2 separate regions of the Mus musculus genome follow, and region 2 is linked to region 1. The links are chromatin contacts, called in public HiChIP or PLAC-seq maps. All regions are on one chromosome and are shown on one strand. Each heading gives the region's core, a stretch centred on a gene start, on an enhancer-like site or on the middle of the called end of the contact. The rest is flanking DNA. Distances are from core to core; before and after follow the strand shown.

Region 1 (5,053 bases), core at 739-3,238:
TCAGGTCTTTGTCCACTGTGACTCCAACACCCAGGGAGAGAATCAAGTAGCTGCAACAGAAATGTCCTTGGAAATACATGCTAGCTATGAAGGTAGATGAGCAGGGGTGTGTGTGTGTGTGTGTGTGTGTGTGTGTGTGTGTGTGTGTGTGTGTTCATGTCAGCAGCTGGGTTTCTTTGTTTGGGGATCTTCTTGTTTAGGATCTGAGACAAGGTCTGCTGGTAATCCAGGCTAGTCTTTTTGTTTGGTTGGTTGGTTTTTTTGTTTTTGTTTTTTGTTTTTTTGAGACAGGGTTTCTCTGTATAGCCCTGGCTGTCCTGTGCACCACCACTGCCCGGCTTAATCCCCCTGCCTCAGCCCAAGTGTCGGAATTACAGGAATGAGTAGCCTTGAGCTGTTTTGTTAGCTAGCTCCTGGATCTGCACATGGGGAGAAAACAGCCTTAGAGGCCAAAAGGCTTGCTGGAGGGGACGGGAACTACAACGACGTCCCAAGTTAGAGACAAATTTGGCCTGAGTTAAATGGTATGGAATTTGTGCTCTATAGGTTGTTAGCTGTGGCATTTGGGGAAGTGAACCTCTCTTTAACAGCAGGTAGCAACAGCATCCGTGGGGTTGCCATGTGGATTCAGTGAGTAAAACAGTGTGATGGTGTGGATCATGCCTCCTTCCTCACAGATCCAGCAAGCCGGGGCTCATTTGTGAAGAGCTTCCAAGTGTGCTTCTTCCTCTCCCCAAGGGTGAAGGCAAGGGACCCCCAGTCAGCCTGCACCTCCTACTCTACAGACTCCTGGTGGGGCTGGCGGTTCCGTAAGCTCATGGGCAGGAGAAGCAGGCTCCTTTCCCTGGTAGGTCCTGAAAGGGGTGGGGGAGTACTCAGCTTAGCCATCCTGGAAATCCCGCATCCATAAAACTGACGGGTTGCCGCTTAGTTATCTTATCTTTCTTGAACCTATTAAGTGGACTCAGAGGGAAAGAGCGCTAAGTCCTGCGCAGTGTGTCAGAATGCTTAGTGCTTCGTTGTACACGACAGGAAATCCAATCTCATTTAGATCAACCTCTCTGAAGGGTGGCACCAGGCCCCCTACAGGGAGTTCTGAAGAGCTCCGAGGGTGGTTTGGATTGCCACTACAGTGGAGGAACACGGACTCTAACCAATTCTAAATTGTCAAGCTGAGGAGATGGCTTAGTTGGTAAGACACCGACCGTGAAAGTCCAAGGAGCTAGAGCCCACACAAAATCTAGTTGTGGTCTCCTGCATCTGTGGCCCTGTGAAAGGGAGGCAGAGACAGAAAGATTCCCCAGAGCTTGCTGATCAGACAGTCTACCAATCAGTGAGCCCACGGAGGTCAAAGTCAGACCCTTCAAAAGATGATGACCTCTGACCTCCACAGACACATGCACACAGGCACATACGCCTTCATATCCACTGCATGCACGCGCACACACACACACACACACACACACACACACACACACACACACGGGGTCGGGAGGACTAGATATGTCTTTTAAAGTACATTTTGTACATTGAATTTTCTAAGAATTCAACATTGTATAAGGTTGTGAAGAGAGTTTCATCATTTAAGAAACTCCAGGTGCCAAGGCCAACACTGTTCTAGGTAGTTGAGTCACCAAGACAACAGACACATGTCAGTCAACATGTAAGGCTATGACGTTGGTGGTGGCTCTGAGTGTAGTTGCCTGTACAGGGCTATTTCACATGTCTTCACATGAAGACATGCCTATTCACATGTCTTCACATGCAGACATGTGTAAGCATGTGAAGTCTCCACTTACTATACACTCAATTAAGGCAGTATAGGGAAGCCAGTGGGTTTCATGTGTGTTATACCATACATAAATCGTGTGTCAGATAATAAAGCATTGTGAAACATTGTCATAAAAGGGCCCACAGAGACTGGTAGGGCTGAGAGCTTGTTGACCACAGGCCATGCTGTCAAGACGAGAGGCTTCCAGGCAAGCAGTGGAGGAAGTTGGAAAAAGTCTCTCTTGCTATGACACACAGCTGCAGCCCTGATGCTGTTGCAACACAGGCTCTTCACTGGGTGTTTTCAGAGATAATCAGGGCCTTTTGGGGGCCTTTCCCCCTTTGGACTAGCATGAAAAAAAAAAGCCATTTCTCAGCAGCAGGACAAAAGCAGAACCAGGCAGAGCTACTTACAGAGGTCTTCTGTGGCTGCTGGGGCGAAGGCAGCCATGGACTCGTAGAGCTCATCGTCACAGCCAGGGTTGAGGGAGCACTTCATCAGCAGGTCTGTGGATAGGTGGGCCATGGACTCGTACACATCGTCCGCCTCCTCCCCTTGCATCAACTCCTCCTTAATGTGTGTCTTCAGCATGTCCACCGTCTCCTGCGAGAGAAGACGGACCCATTGCACACTGAGGAATCTGGCTAGCTGGGCAGACTCAAGTCCATAGTGGACTTGAAGTGGGCAAAGGGTGTGGTCACGGACCAGGGTTATAGTTGTTTGCAGGTATTAGCGGGTATTCTTCGCCTGGCAGAGCTCTAACCTTTGTTCCTTCCTCTAACGCTAAATACAGAGTTAAGCAGTTATATCCTGGTTAAATGTTCAGGGGTCTGGGAACGTAAATAAAAACTACACTTCATGAGTACCTAGTAAGAATCAGGCTCAGCACTGGGCACAAACCAGCACCCACCTCCTTCGGAAACCCCCCCTCTCCCTCTTTTAGACGTGGAAAAACAAAGCTCAGAAAATCTAGTCCTCCCTGCAGGGCTCACATTCTCAGTTTTGATCCTTATAACGGCCCGGTGGGCACTCAGTGAGAAACAAATGACACAGAGGGCCACACAGATGCACAGCCTATGCAAGTGCGCCTGCACTTGTGCAACCAAGTGTCCTGAGGGATGTCTTCACCCCTGCACCTTATGGAAGGTTTATCCAAGTGCCTGACAATTTCCAGGGCTTTCTTCCCCGGCTATCAGCATTCTAGATGTCCCCAAAGACAGGGACCTTACATAAAGGAATCTTGATGTCAGAAAGGCTAGCCCTGTCCCTCTGTCTCCAGATAGTATGAGGCTGTGGGCTGACTTCCCCACAACCTGTGAACAGCTTTTCCTGGCCCAACAGCTTAGTGTGTGTCATAATCCTTACCTCTGCCTCAAACCACAGACAGCTCCCTTCTCCTCATTAACTCCTGGCAGAGGCCACCTTTGGTTGGCACTATGTTAGTTTCCTGAATCCAGTAACAGTTTCTTATGTTTGGGATTCCAGGTTTAGCATTTGGCAAATAAATAAATAAAATGTGCACTACTTATAGGCCAGTGGTTCTCAACCTTCCTAATGCTGCAACCCTCTAACCTGGCTCCTCATGTTGTTGTGGCTCCCAACCATAAACTTATTTTTATTGCTACTTCATTACTGTAATTTTGCTTCTGTTATGATTCATAATATAAATACCTGTATTTTCCAATGGTCTTAGATGACCCCTGTAAAAGGATTGTTTGATTCCCCAGGGGTTGAGAACAACTATCATAGGCCATGAGCAACATGTAGGGACCACCTTTGGCAGCAAGGCTAAAGTGGTGTTGGTAGAAGGTGACTTAGCTAGAAGTCGAGAAGATATGAGAAGTATGATCCAGATTAAAGCTCAAGGCACTCTGAAAATAACACTTTAACCTCCCCTGATACTCAGAGCAGGATAACAAGCCCCAACTTTAGCAGCAAACTAGGTTCAAATCCCATCTCCACCTTGGCACAATCACCTTGGCTTTCTATGTACTTTTCCTCAATTATAAGATGAAGGTCTTGGCCCCTTCAACTTCAAAGAAGTGTGGTGAAAAATTAAGTGGCACGGGGCATTTGCTGATCAACTGAGCTCAAGAACTTAGTCACTACTCCAAACACAGAGTGGCCTTACTGAAAACGACTAACCCAAAAATGGTATGCTGTGTTTAGCACATGTGTGATTTCAAACTAATGCCAAGTAAAACCTCTTGAGAGTGTGAGTGCCTTTGAGCCCATGTATGCCAATGAGGACCCAAACAAGGTTTTAAACTATTCTGAGTGTTTGAAATACCTACATGTCCTTCAAAGCAATGGGGCCCCTCTTCACCCCTTGGCTTCGCCACCTTATGAATCATCTGTCACAGAGCAGAGTGAAGTTTCTGATGATGTGTCAGGCTCACTCCTGTCTGGAGGTAGTCTGTCTTATACTGGGGGCGGGGGGAGTCTCAGCAGGATGAGCTAGTCTCAGGTGCTCTTGAGGAGCAGCTGAAGGGGGTGGAGTCCAGAACAGCTTCCTCCAAGACAATAGACACAATCCTGGGCATGTGATAAGACAGAGCAACTCCGAACACCGGTGAGCAAGAACGACCTGTCAAGAAAGCTGGGTGCATCCACCTGCCTTAAGTTCAAATCCAAGCAGAGGTTCAGAAAGAGACAGAATCCACCAGAGAGTGAGATCTCAAAGGTACCTTGATACCTCCTCTGAGTAGTACTGTATTATGGCCTTAGCTATTAAAGAATCAATTCTCCCACAGTTTACCTGGGCCCAAAGGTGGGCAAGGCAGCTAGGGACACACTACCAAGGAGCCCTGGAGGTAGTAGAGACAGTCCATCAGCCTTGAGCAGACACACTCTGTGCAAGTTCCTGTCAGTATTTTGGAAATGGCCTCAGCACTTTGCATGTGTTGGTTCCTTTTGTTCTAAAAACAACTCTGTGAACAAACCTCTTAGGATTTTTTTTCCCCTTTTTGCATATTAAGAAATGGGAGAAAGAGACTAGAAAGATCCCTCAGTGGGGATCTTTGCTTCTCTTGCAGAGGACCAAGGTCCTGTTCCTAGCATCTACAGGGCAATCCACAACAATCAGTAACTCCAGTTCTAGGATATCTGCTGTCCTCTTCTGGGGCCACCAGGCATACATGTAGTGTACATATGCAGGACACACACACACACACACACACAGAAATTAAATTAAAGGGGATTTATGACTTGCCCCAAATCACATGGCTACCAAGTAGATACAGAAACTTGGACTTAGGCCCACAAAAACTGAACACTCCCAGA
Region 2 (5,053 bases), core at 1,069-3,568, 130 kb after region 1:
AACCACTTGTGACATCTCTCCAGCCCCGATGAGCGTAAGTTTTAACCTGAAGGTTCTGTGCTAGCATTTTGATGGGCAAAGATTCTCTAGGATGAGTGCTTAAAAAAGGAGCTTCATGGAGCTGGAGAGATGGCTCAGCGGTTAAGAGTACTGACTGCTCTTCCGAAGGTCCTGAGTTCAAATCCCGGCAACCACATGGTGGCTCACAACCATCCGTAACAAGATCTGGCGCCCTCTTCTGGACTGTCTGAATACAGCTACAGTGTACTTACATGTAAGAAAGAAAGAAAAAAAAAGAAAGAAAGAACTTCATGAATGTTTCCTGATTGCTCAGCTTACTGTTTATCTTCAGTTTTGTCTGAAGGCATGAGTTTCTTCTATCTTTCTAATAATATCGTTTATTAGGGAGTCTAACAGTGTTCAAGGGGTACTGAGGCACCTGTGAGGAGATGCCTGTGTCTGTTGTCCTGGTAATTAAGGTTGAAGCCTACCGTTATCCTGATAGTCTTCTGTGTGCCAAGAAAAATGGGAGACTCCTTTTACCATCAGGGCTTCTCCTTCTCTGGCCTTGTCTGGGAAGTTTAACACCCCCAACCACCACTAGCCCCATCTACCTATGGAGTGTCACATAGCCTTGGCTAGATTACAGGTCCAGCTATAGAAAGGTCTATAACAACCTATAGCAACCTGATCAGCAAGCACCTGAGGTTCCTGGAGCGCCTCCCCATGCTAAGGAGGCATCGCAGCACCTTAGCCTTCAGCCAATGACCTTTGCCCACCCTGGATAGTCCTACCTGCTTACCCCAAAACTATACAACCCTTGATTCACCCAGAGTCAATTTGATCCATCTCTCCAAGTCTGATCCCAGAGTGTCATTATTATTGTTGGTACTCAGGAGCTGTCCGAATCCCTGTTCATCGATTCTGCCCGCTGTGTCCACATGGGCCTGTGGCCAACGACCTCAGGGAGAAGGAAGACTCACATTTGTCTTAGTTACAGGCTTTCGGGCATAGTTACAGAACCATAGCCTCTCTCAGAATCCTTCTTTTATGTAACTGTGGACATGAAGACTTATTCATTTATTTATGCCTAGACCTTATGCTAGGCCTGTTTCCAACTATCTCATACCTTATTATCCCATTTATGCTAATCTAAGTTCTGCCACATGGATGGTTAGTTAACTCTCCTCAGTTTCATACATCTGACTTCTTCCCAGTCTGAGTGGCAAATCTTTCCTTGCCTGACTCTTCCCCAGGGTTCCTCTATCCAGGTGTCCTACCTTACTATTCTGCCTTGTGCTATAGGCCATAGGCTTTTTTATTTTAACCAATTAGAAGGTGCCTTAGTCAGGCAAAGAAGGACAGGGACACATCTTCACAGAGTGTACAAAAACATCACTCTAACACTTCCATCTTTCTGTCTGCCCTTGAAATCCAAGACTTGCTGAGGATTGGATTATAAACTTTAATTTTTCAAAACCTACTTTTAATGATGGTGTAACACTCTGAGAGCCTTAACTTATCGGAAACCCCCTGAGTGGACAACTCAGAGTTGAGAATTGAGGAATTTTATTGTTCCAGCAAGCTGGGGTCGCCCTGCACACAAAGGAGAGAGAAGGACCACGCGCAGCCTGATTGGTGAGTTTTTATACAGTTTTCAGAGCAGCAGCCATTAGGCACAATGTGATTGGCAGAACAGTGTGACTTTTAAAAACTGATTGGTCTTTAGGGAATGAGGTGGCAAGGACTTTCCTTGTCTGCAGGTGGTCAACAGTCTCAGGATGTGTCTACTTGCTCTGGTCCACAGGTGGCCAATGGTCGATCCCATCCCGTGTCTGTCTGTCTGTGTCTGTCTGTCCGTCTGTCGTCCTGTGTCGTGTGTCGTGTGTCCCCCCCCCCCCCCCCCCCCCCCCCCCGCCTGTGGTCTGAGGAATGTAGTTAGCCTCTCCCTTCTGGAGGGGAGGGGTGCCTGTGTGCTCTCTGACCTTTCTCTTCCAGGAGAGGAGGGGTCTGGTGGAATTTTCCAAAGGTCCTGAATTGATCTCTTCAGTGGTTCTTAAATGCTTTAACCTCCCTTCTAGCCCAGCACCCACCAGAGGATACAAGGGATACAGGGGAAATGAACCTGTTTAGAAAATGTTCTTTAGTACAAATCCCATCAGCATTGGTCAGGAAATCAGCAGTTCAGTTCACAGGCCAGCAGTGGCAGCTCAATCCACTTGAAAATACTTCACGAATATACCAGCAGTCCAGTTCAGTCGAGACGGGATAGCAAGCATGAATCAGCAGCAGTGGCGTGACCCAGCAGAGACAGCCAGGCCTCAGTGTCAGCATGAGTCAGCAGGCCTCAGTGTCAGCATGAGTCAGCAGAAGGAATTCAGACCAGCAGGGAAGCCAGAAAAACATTCTCAGTTGAGCCTCTCTCAAGGAAGTAAGGATTGGCAAGGGCATGAGACCAAAGAAGCATTGCAGGAGCTAGTTCTACCAGCAAGCCCCTCTCACAGTCCCTTGAGTCCCTATTTGTACTCCCTCCAAATATCATGTGTCCTCCATGGGTCTTACCTCACATGTGTTGCCTCAGCATGTGAGTCTGTCTTAGCAAAACTCCTCCCTGTATCAGCTGACGTCACTCTGCCAATCGGCCAAGTCCTCAGAAGCTTCAAGAAGCCACAGCACACTACCAGAAATTTTTTGGTCTATTTCTTCTCTCTATGGAGTCATGACAAATGGAACTCAACTACAAAATGTAAGGCAGACCAATAAATGTGTGTTGTTATCGAAGAATCCTTCATCACGAGTTCTTTCACGAGTCTGCTTCAGCAAAATATCCTTTCACCTGTGTCTGCTTCAGCAAAACACTCCTTGTGTTTGTCCCAGCAAGACACCATTCAACGCAAATGACTTTCCAAACAACCCTTAAGTTTTCACTTCCTTTGATGGTCACAAGCTAACGGCTGGCAGCTCTCTGCTGACTGATAGATGAACACCTTCAAATCCTCGTTCAAGAGAATTTCCCTGTCTCTGTCCTTGGCCAGGGGATTGGCAGGACCCCACTGAATGTTATTTCTACATCCAGGCCAGAGATTCTGTCCTCCTGACCAGGAGTTTCCCCTTAAGAGGCCTTCATTGCTACTTTCTCATTGCTAAAGAGGAAACCCTAAATCATCTAGGACCCAGACCAAAGACCAGAGCTAGGCGGCAGAATCTGGGAGGAGATGACGCAGGTGAAGCTGTGATCACCATATATTGTATGGAAAAAACAGTTTCAATTAAAGTTATGGTAATAAAATAAAAAATAAGTCCCTAATTCTTTTGGCATCTTTGCTTTGGGAGGGATGAAACTACCAAGAGTCCCCAGGATGTTTCTGGCTTTCAATCAAGAAAGAAACGGGTTGCTTTTCTTTGGGGTCTTTTTATCCTAAACTGTCTAACCGATTTCTATCTCTTATACCATCTCCCTCCTTCTGAAGCTGTAAACCCAAATGGCATCACAGACTCAGGGTGATGACTGATCTGGCTTTTTCCAGCAGAATTGGGAGTGTTGGGTGACCACATTAGAATAGCCTTCAACTATGGTTATTAAACACGCAGAAGATCAGTTGCACTAGTCTGGAACTTTTGACTATTGTATACTGTTTGAAAAAACAGATAGTTCTAAATAAACTTTAGACATAGATTTTATAGATCTTAGTCAGTCCTTGTAATTATTGATCAACGGCATTAGAAACTTTAACGTATCATCTCTAAGTCTCATCTTTTATGTACCTTGAGGAACTCACTCACATCTTCATTACTTGCAAGTGATTTCCAGTCTTCTTTCCCATTCTGGAATCATCCAGTCGTCATCTTAATCTTCATATAAAAATAAATCACCCTTTACTAAAACAACAGCCATGCATATCTCCTTCTAACATCTTATTTTATTTACTTGTCCCCTTTCTTAATACCATGAGACATAAGGACATTAACAAAGAATTTGCTATAATTATAATTTCTTATAATACTGTAAGAAATTTCTTCCTGGGAGGTGGAGGGGCTAAGCAATGTTGTCTAAATTAATTGGGATTTATCATGTAATGAAAATGGGTGTGGGTTACTGACAGTATGTGGCCACCCAAAACCAGCTTCACTGGAAAGTCTCTATCCTGTATGTAGAAATAGTTTCCCATAGTTGCCTAAGTGGGGAATCTCCTGTCTCCATACCAGGCCTGTGCCTTCCTGGCTTGATTGTTCAGGAAGAGACCTTGGCAGGTCGCTGTGATGCTCCCTGCTAATGCAACACGCCTCTGCCAGTTTATAAAACACAGCAGTGGTGGGACAGGCTTTTAGTTCCGGCACTTGAGAAGCAGAGACAGATGGATCTCTGAGTTCGAGGCCAGCCTGGTCTATAGAGTGAGTTCCAGGACAGCCAGGGCTACCCAGAAGAAGGTCAACCAAAACCAAAAGAGCCTTTTGGTGTAATGTGATACCCCAGGCTGAATCCTGGATTTAACAAGGAAATTAGCAGTTCAATGAGAAGGTGAGGTCCAGTCTGGCAGTGTGGCTGCTTATGGTTAAAGCCATTTAAAGTAGTCAGGAGTTCAGTTAATAACTCAGTAAAACCTTCGTGCAAAGGGCGTGTCTTATAAGATGTGCTGATTAAAGCGGTGGAATGGTTTGTTTCTCCTTCACTTCCTAGGTGCCAATTCTTTCAAGACTAGTCCTAAACTAAGACTGTGAGGTCACAGACCCCAGCCAATGGGGGTAAAGACACCGACACCACCTAAGTTAGGATAAAAATGTGTTCCCTCTGTGTTCACTCTTCTGAGTGAGCCTGACTGATCAAGGATAGAGCTTCCCTTGTCTAGACACTTATGGTGCAGTGGTGATCTCTTTCTTGGAGACCCTAAACATATTTCTGGCAGCATCTCCTTCTTGAGATGAGGCCTCGTTCTGTAACCTTGCCTGGTCTCAAACTGGCTATTACCTGCCTTAGCCTCCTGGGATTACAGACACATGCAACCAAGATCAGCTTTATAATGTCTTCTTGTAGAGAATGTAATGAAGGTTTACC

The links. HiChIP or PLAC-seq counts read pairs in DNA pulled down with a chosen protein or histone mark.
Region 2: a contact with region 1 is called in an H3K27ac HiChIP or PLAC-seq map of acute myeloid leukemia, with 3 times the contacts expected there. The contact joins two enhancer-like sites. A contact is called at or near these places in 3 of 15 datasets of contacts at CTCF or cohesin (CD8 T cells, large pre-B cells and pro-B cells), 41 of 484 Hi-C or Micro-C datasets (B cells, CD4 T cells, CD8 T cells and 29 more), 16 of 115 datasets of contacts at active chromatin or transcription factors (the HPC-7 cell line, the NIH/3T3 cell line, Th17 cells and 10 more) and 2 of 9 other capture datasets (adipose tissue and liver).

The regions. Positions count from the first base shown.
Region 1 is chr19:41,319,318-41,324,370 of GRCm38.p6, forward strand. Pik3ap1 (phosphoinositide-3-kinase adaptor protein 1) reads right to left here. Exons shown (of 17, transcript NM_031376.4): 8 at 2,185-2,374. Among named protein-coding and RNA genes, the nearest start is that of Gm52406, 39 kb to the left of the region's middle. Within about 2 kb of position 1,989, at least 70 of the 459 cell types and tissues checked have an H3K27ac peak or open chromatin away from gene starts, as enhancers often do. A contact at or near this core is called in ECoMG myeloid progenitors, the G1E-ER4 cell line, the HPC-7 cell line and 4 more, where this site is marked.
Region 2 is chr19:41,452,878-41,457,930 of GRCm38.p6, forward strand. No RefSeq gene overlaps it. Among named protein-coding and RNA genes, the nearest start is that of Gm33951, 10 kb to the left of the region's middle. Within about 2 kb of position 2,319, at least 126 of the 459 cell types and tissues checked have an H3K27ac peak or open chromatin away from gene starts, as enhancers often do. A contact at or near this core is called in ECoMG myeloid progenitors, the G1E-ER4 cell line, the HPC-7 cell line and 4 more, where this site is marked.